2 separate regions of the Mus musculus genome follow, and region 2 is linked to region 1. Evidence: chromatin contacts called from public Hi-C data. All regions are on one chromosome and are shown on one strand. Each heading gives the region's core, a stretch centred on a gene start, on an enhancer-like site or on the middle of the called end of the contact. The rest is flanking DNA. Distances are from core to core; before and after follow the strand shown. Region 1 overlaps Fam178b (family with sequence similarity 178, member B). Region 2 holds the start of Fam178b (family with sequence similarity 178, member B).

The links. Hi-C and Micro-C count contacts between places; a contact is called where the count stands out from the background.
Region 2: a Hi-C map of bone marrow-derived macrophages shows a contact between it and region 1, with 31 read pairs. The contact joins the promoter of Fam178b here to the enhancer-like site in region 1. A contact is called at or near these places in 1 of 39 promoter capture datasets (neural stem cells), 2 of 484 Hi-C or Micro-C datasets (bone marrow-derived macrophages and uterus), 8 of 115 datasets of contacts at active chromatin or transcription factors (the SCID.adh cell line, craniofacial prominence, embryonic stem cells and 3 more) and 3 of 9 other capture datasets (adipose tissue, liver and pancreatic islet).

What each region holds. Positions count from the first base shown.
Region 1 is chr1:36,579,222-36,582,324 of GRCm38.p6, reverse strand. The region is part of intron 12 of Fam178b (family with sequence similarity 178, member B); the gene reads left to right. Among named protein-coding and RNA genes, the nearest start is that of Sema4c, 22 kb to the right of the region's middle. Within about 2 kb of position 1,439, at least 205 of the 459 cell types and tissues checked have an H3K27ac peak or open chromatin away from gene starts, as enhancers often do. A contact at or near this core is called in the SCID.adh cell line, adipose tissue, bone marrow-derived macrophages and 8 more, where this site is marked.
Region 2 is chr1:36,681,746-36,684,848 of GRCm38.p6, reverse strand. Fam178b (family with sequence similarity 178, member B) reads left to right here and starts at 1,702. Exons shown (of 16, transcript NM_001372417.1): 1 at 1,702-1,981.

The sequences.
Region 1 (3,103 bases), core at 190-2,689:
GTGACAGCCAGAGCCCAAGGAGAGAGGACAACTACTGATTGTCAGCAGCTTCACAACTGAACTGGCTCGCTGCTGTGTGAAGACCACACTGTCGGGAGGGGGAGCCTATCATTCTATGGGCAGCTGGCCTCAGGGATAGCAGCAGAGTAGTGCCCAGATGCCAAGGCACTTCCTAAGGGCAGCCAGCAGGGCTAGGGGAGGTAGGTGGGAGTCCCCCAGACTAGAGACAGGTTCTCCCCAGCCCAGCCGGGCACAGTGCAGGTGGAACAGGTTTGGGAGGAAACCAGGAGTTTGTTTCTTATACCAGCCTCTTGCAACACAGAAACAAGGCAAACCATTTGTTAAAATAAGTATTGTGTGTGCATGGAGGTCAGAGGACAGCATGCAGGAGGCCACGCTGGTCTCCTTCCACGTGCTGCATGCAGGGATCGAACTCAAGTTACTCAGGCTTGGCAGCAAGCACCTCTACCCTCTGAGCTGTCGTGTTTGGAGACTTGCTATGAAGCCATTTGCTCTTGAATTTGAGATCCTCCTGCATCTGCTTCATAAGTGCGTGCCACCATGGCTGGCAACAAACTACTTTGGTCAAATGTTTTGTTTTGTTTTGTTTTAATTTTGAGATAGAGTTTCTCTATGTAATCCTAGCTGTCCTGGAACTTGCTGTGTAGACCTCAAACTCAAAGGTCTGCCCGCCCTCCTTCTGTCTTCCAAGTGCTGGAATTAGAGGCACGTGCCACCACATCCAGCCCCAAACCATGTCTTGAAATTTGGAAAACAAGGGCTTTGAATGGGATACAAAAGTTTGAATCTCCTAGGAAACGGTTAATTAATGTCCTAACCTGCTATTTAGCCATTCACTTGTCTAATGAATACTTAATAAGCATCGGCCATGTGCCAGGCATGGTGCTTGGCCCCGTGGACACTGCAGGAGAAGCCAATGCTGACAGTCCTGACCTCATAGCCAGGGAGGGCCTGATAAGACACTAAGCACATGAATTCTATGCCTGGTGGAGAGTAAGTGGTGCTATAGAAAAAAAAAAAAAACAACAACAACAACAAAACTGCAGGACAGGGGACAGCAGGGGCATAAGCGCAGGTGGTGTAGGCTGTGGGTTAGATGTGACAGTGGACTAGGACCAAGGAGGGGGCAGTCCTGCACTGTCAGTATCTGCACTGAAGCCAGATAAGGGCTCAGGCTCCAGAGAGTAACAGCAGGTCACTTTGGACCTCCTAGTGCCTCACAGCCACCTCTCCTGTGCAAATTGGAGCTACTGCCAGGATTTGAGAGCAAGAGCCACATGCTGTTGTAGACAATTGCTTTGCCAGGATCTCTTCTGCCTCTTCCTGCCAGGAGGAAGGCCAGTGGAGGCCTGTCCTGGGAGATGTTCACGGCTTCCCCTGCCTGAGGTGTCTGCCCTAATGGGCTGAGCGTTTGCTGAGTCGGCACTCTACAGTGGCGGTGGGGGTGGGGTGGAGACAAGGTTGGTCTGGTCCTGACCCTCCCTCTACAGGACTTTTAGGGACCAGAAAATCCCTAATCCCTGAGAGAGGGTGGTACGTGGGGGCGGAGCGATTCGGGAAACAAAAGCGAATCTGAGACCAGATTGCAAGAGTGCACCGAAGCACCACCAAGCTGCTTTCCTGGAGCGAGAAGAAAAACACAACCCTGAGCAAGTGCTCGGCCTGCTCTCCGTGCCAGCCCTGCCCCCAACTGCCTAGAGCAGGGAGGGTCCTAGCTCTGATAAAGCAGGCCTTCAGTCACTCTGGGGGTGTGGATTTGGAAGCAGGGCGGGGCAGCTCTGTGCTTGCACAGCTGTGAGCCTCCAGCGTGCTAAAGACCAGGGCTGTTTTGAAAATTATCCCCAGACTTAGAAGGCGGGCGCAAGGCAATGCTGCTTCCAGTGCAGCTTCAGATGGAAGCTATATCTGCCTAGACCTTCCCCTCTTTTTTTGCTGCCTCCTTTCTGCTTTGCAGAGAAGGCCTGGCCTCCTTCCAGGAGCCAAAGCCAGCCTGACTCCTAGCCCCTCACCTGCCTCCTCCCTGCCCAGCTGTTCTCCGGGGCTTCCAAGGTTGGAGGGCAGCTGCAGTGCAGAGCAGGTGCTGGCGGTGAGTCACAGGAGGAAGCCAGGTGCGCTGTGCCACCCCACCCGGCTGGGCAAGCCAGGAGTTGGGCTGGGGGCTCAGCTCTCTGGCCTGTAGCCACACTGCACCTGCTGGATCTAAGCAGTCTGTCCTCTTGCTACCCTGTTGTTGCTCCTTCATCCGCATCCTCCCCCTCCCCCAGTCCATGGGTTGCACATGGATGCCTTAGAGGGATGAGGACTGGGGCCTGCCTGCCTCTACCCAGCCGTGGCCCAGCATCTGGGCAGCCCTTGTTGGGACCCTGTCTAGACTTCCCAAACCCATGTTTGGGGTGACTAGAGGGAGGGGCTAGCTGCTGGTTCACTAGAAGGGGTTGGGCTGTGTCTTCAAAGCTAAGCAGGAGGTGGGGTGCTTGATAGATTCACACATGACCATATCCCCATGTAGACATTATGGGGAGTCTCCATCTAAACAGACCAACTGAGAGGGTGTTTCCAAGACTGAGAATATAGATGATGGATGAGAGTGAATTATTGGTCATTTTGTTAGACAAGAAAATAGTACAGTGTTTTAGGAAATGAAACAGAGAGCTGGGCCAGGCACACATCCCTGGCACTCAGAAGGCTGAGGTGGAAAGATGGCTGGACATTTGAGGCCAGCCTAGTGTACGTAGGAAGTACCAGGCCAGCCAGGAACCATGGCAGGCAGGTCCCTATCTATAAATAAAAATAAAATGTGCTAGTGAAATGGCTGTCACTCTAGAGGCATTTGCCGCCAAGCTTGATGAACTGAGTTCAATCCCCAGGATATAATAATAATAAGTTAAAAGCGATGGTAGGCCTGGTGGTATGAACTTCCTAATCCCAGCAGTCGGGAGGCAGACCTGGGTGGGTCACAAAGATTAGGCCAGCTTGGAATACAGAGGAGACCTTGTTTCAAACCCACAGTGCTGTTGGTATTGGTGGATATTGTTGTATTGTGGGAGACTCTCCTGTTCTAAGTTCCTTATAGCTTAGAAGA
Region 2 (3,103 bases), core at 453-2,952, 100 kb before region 1:
CTGACTGCTTTTCCAAAGGTCCTGAGTTCAAATCCCAGCAACCACATGGTGCCCTCACAACTACCTGTAATGAGCGCTGACGCCCTCTTCTGGGGTATATGAAGACTAATAAATAAATAAGGAGGCTGGGGAAGGAGACTTGCAGTGAGTTCAAGACTATGTAGTGAGTTCCAGATCAGCCTGGGCAGAGAGAGGGAGGAGAAAAAGAAAGGGATTAATTTTGACTCATAACTTAGTAGTCTCACACATACATGTGGTTACCCTGGAATAAAATCCAAGGAAGCAGATTCTAAGAGGAGAAAGAGTCAGCAGGCCTCCAGGGTATGAAGCAGTCCGGCTTAACAAACTACCGTTTCCACTCTTTCCAGAATCCCTTGGATGAATTCAAATGTCCTAAAGACACAAAACACGGGGAGTCCCTAAACAGAATGGAATCCCTTACGGGGAAAGACGGGCCAGTAGAAACAGCCCCAGGGTCAAGCTGGGCTCTCAGAAGCCTATACAGTAGCTCTGGGCCCAGCAGGTGGCCCTAGAGCCTGTTTCTTATCTGGAAACTGGTCAGGTTACCAGCACCCTCTAGCGGGCTGCAGACAGCTAACGCGCGGTTCCGTTTCTGGAAACAGTTTATCCACTGAGTTATCCTTTGTGTTCTCATTTGGTTGGGCTTGGCTCCGTGCCTTTCTATTAAACTTTCAAATGGTGCTCTTTAATAGAAACCCGCCCAAACATTTAAGATGGCCTGCGCTTTCCAAAGAACAGTAAGGAGTTCAGAGAGGACCGGGCTGATTCCTTGAGTAAACCCAGCTCTTCATAAGGCTGAGGCAGGAGAATCAGATATTTTAATTGGAGTTTGAGGTCAGCCTGTGGTACACAGTGACTACCTGTCTCAAAAACAATTAATGAAATTAAAAGTAAAAATGCTTGTTGCAACTGGAAGTCGGATGAATTGACTAGACCATTAAAAGAAAAGAGGAAGACTCCTCCAGCATACTAGGACAGCTGTGATCCTGCCCATACCATCCTGGTCACCAAAGAAGGGCTCCCTCCAGAGACAGAATTTGCTAAAATTCCAGAGTCGGGCTGGCAAAATTCAGCTCTACTGCCCTCTTGCCTGGAGAACAGGGCCAACAGATCATTAATTAGCTACAAGTAATGCCTAATTAAGTACTGGTTCCTCAAGTGTGTAGGGCACAGATTTTCATGGAAGACAGGTCTGGCTGAGGCTAAATCAAAATGACGCATATAAGTGGCCTCTCTCAATGTTAGTTATTGGGCCAGGGCTCAACCAGTGTTGGCTGTCAATCCGCAGGGTTGACATCCCTTAAGCTGCCTCTCCTTCACGCTTGCATACTCACACAGAAGAACGCCCAGAACAGGTTCTCAAAGCAGCTCGTGGCCAACATTCAACAGCGAAAGGCGTAGAGCTATGCACCACTAACTGCGGCGCCTCGACTTTGGAAAAGTCCCGTCGTTAGACCGCTGAACGTTAAACTGCGCATCCCGAGTTCAAATCTCCTTGCCTTCCCTTTGATCTTGGGCCACAAGCAAGCCCTCCGCATCCGCATCTGGAAAACCCAAGGCTGGCTGAAATTCAGAAGCTGAGTGGCGCGGGGTGATCCGGGCGCGCGCACGTGGAGGGGTTGCCACGCGACCCGAGGGCGCGTAGGGGGTTGCCACGTGACGGGGTGGGGAGGAGCACGTGAGAGGTCACAGCCTGCCCTAACGGTGAGTGCGCTAGGCCTGGCAGGCTCGGTTGGGCCCCCGAGAAGGTCCCTCCTCTCGACTGTCCCTGCTGACCTGGCCCCCCACCACCGTGGTCTCCTGCTCCAGCTTCTTGTGCCCCATCTTCTGAGGCTGCCTCGGAGGTTCCTTCCCGTGCCACGGCTTCCTGTGGCTGCTCTTCAGGTTCTTGAGTCCAGGGCTCCCATGAGTAGGCCTCCATCACAGCCCGCGGGGTAGGACCAAAAGCTGCCTTTTACCGGTAAGTTCCTCCGGGACCACAATTTCCTCACCCGTGAGTGATCCGGGCCTGGGAGGCCATGTTAGCGCGGTTGCCTGCATCCTTCTGTTTTCCTGCATCTGGCTCAGGGTTAGCCCTCACTGGTAGGCCAAGCCCCACCCACCCCTCCATGTTGTCAGGTCAGCCCACATGAACAGAATCCCACAGCCCTGTTCTGCCGAGCATGCTGTACGCCAAGGCCTGGCGTGATGGTTTCTTTTTGGGGTGGTGTGGCCTGTCCTGTTTTGTTTCTTAATGTTTCCCGGGGCATAAAAATGAGTTGTTGTCTTTCCGGAACCATCGGCTGTTCTCAGACCCGGCTTATGCTTAGTTTGATAGATGTAAGAGTTTTACAACGCTGGGGTCTGCTTAATTTTTCTTAGAGAATGACACTCCGATCTTCAAGTCTTTCAGCTTGTGAGCTGGGGCCTCCCTGCCACTGCCCTCGCTAGCATCCCTAGCCAATAAATATTTGTTTAAAAGAAGACATAGAGCATGCTCCTGGGAGCAAAGCATATTGCTGCAGCAGTATTAGGGAACTCGAGGCAGCTATAATTTTCCACGTTCATCATGACTGTTTGGACATTGATGCTCAAAGCGCTTTGGAGTTTCTATATTTAGTATAGAAAATAGTATATTCTTATTTTCCAAGGATCTGTTCTTATTTTCGTTTCCATAAAGCCAAGAAAAAAGAAAGATAGAAAGGTGGGAGGTCACGTGTTGAAAGCACACCATGAGACCGAGATGGAGAGTGGAGAGAGTCTTGGCTATGTGTGATTTGGGAAAAGCACTAACTCGGGAGAGCATGGTGGCCCTCCTGCTGGCCATGTTGGCCCTCCTGCTGGCCATGGTGCACACTAACCAGGGGACCTGAGGCCTCTCTGTTAGACCTTCATCTCCTGTGTTCTAGCCTGGACACCTAACAACTCCTCTTTCTGATTCTAAGATGTGTGTTTATTCACATGGAGACAGCGCTGAACTTGGGTCCCATAATTGCCTTCCCTTTGTCATCTTGTCTTAGCAGCTTGAAAGTCACCGGTGTCCTTGAAATCATTAGCATCTCTGTCAGCTGCGTTGTTGATTGAGTGATTTTAGGTTTCTGAT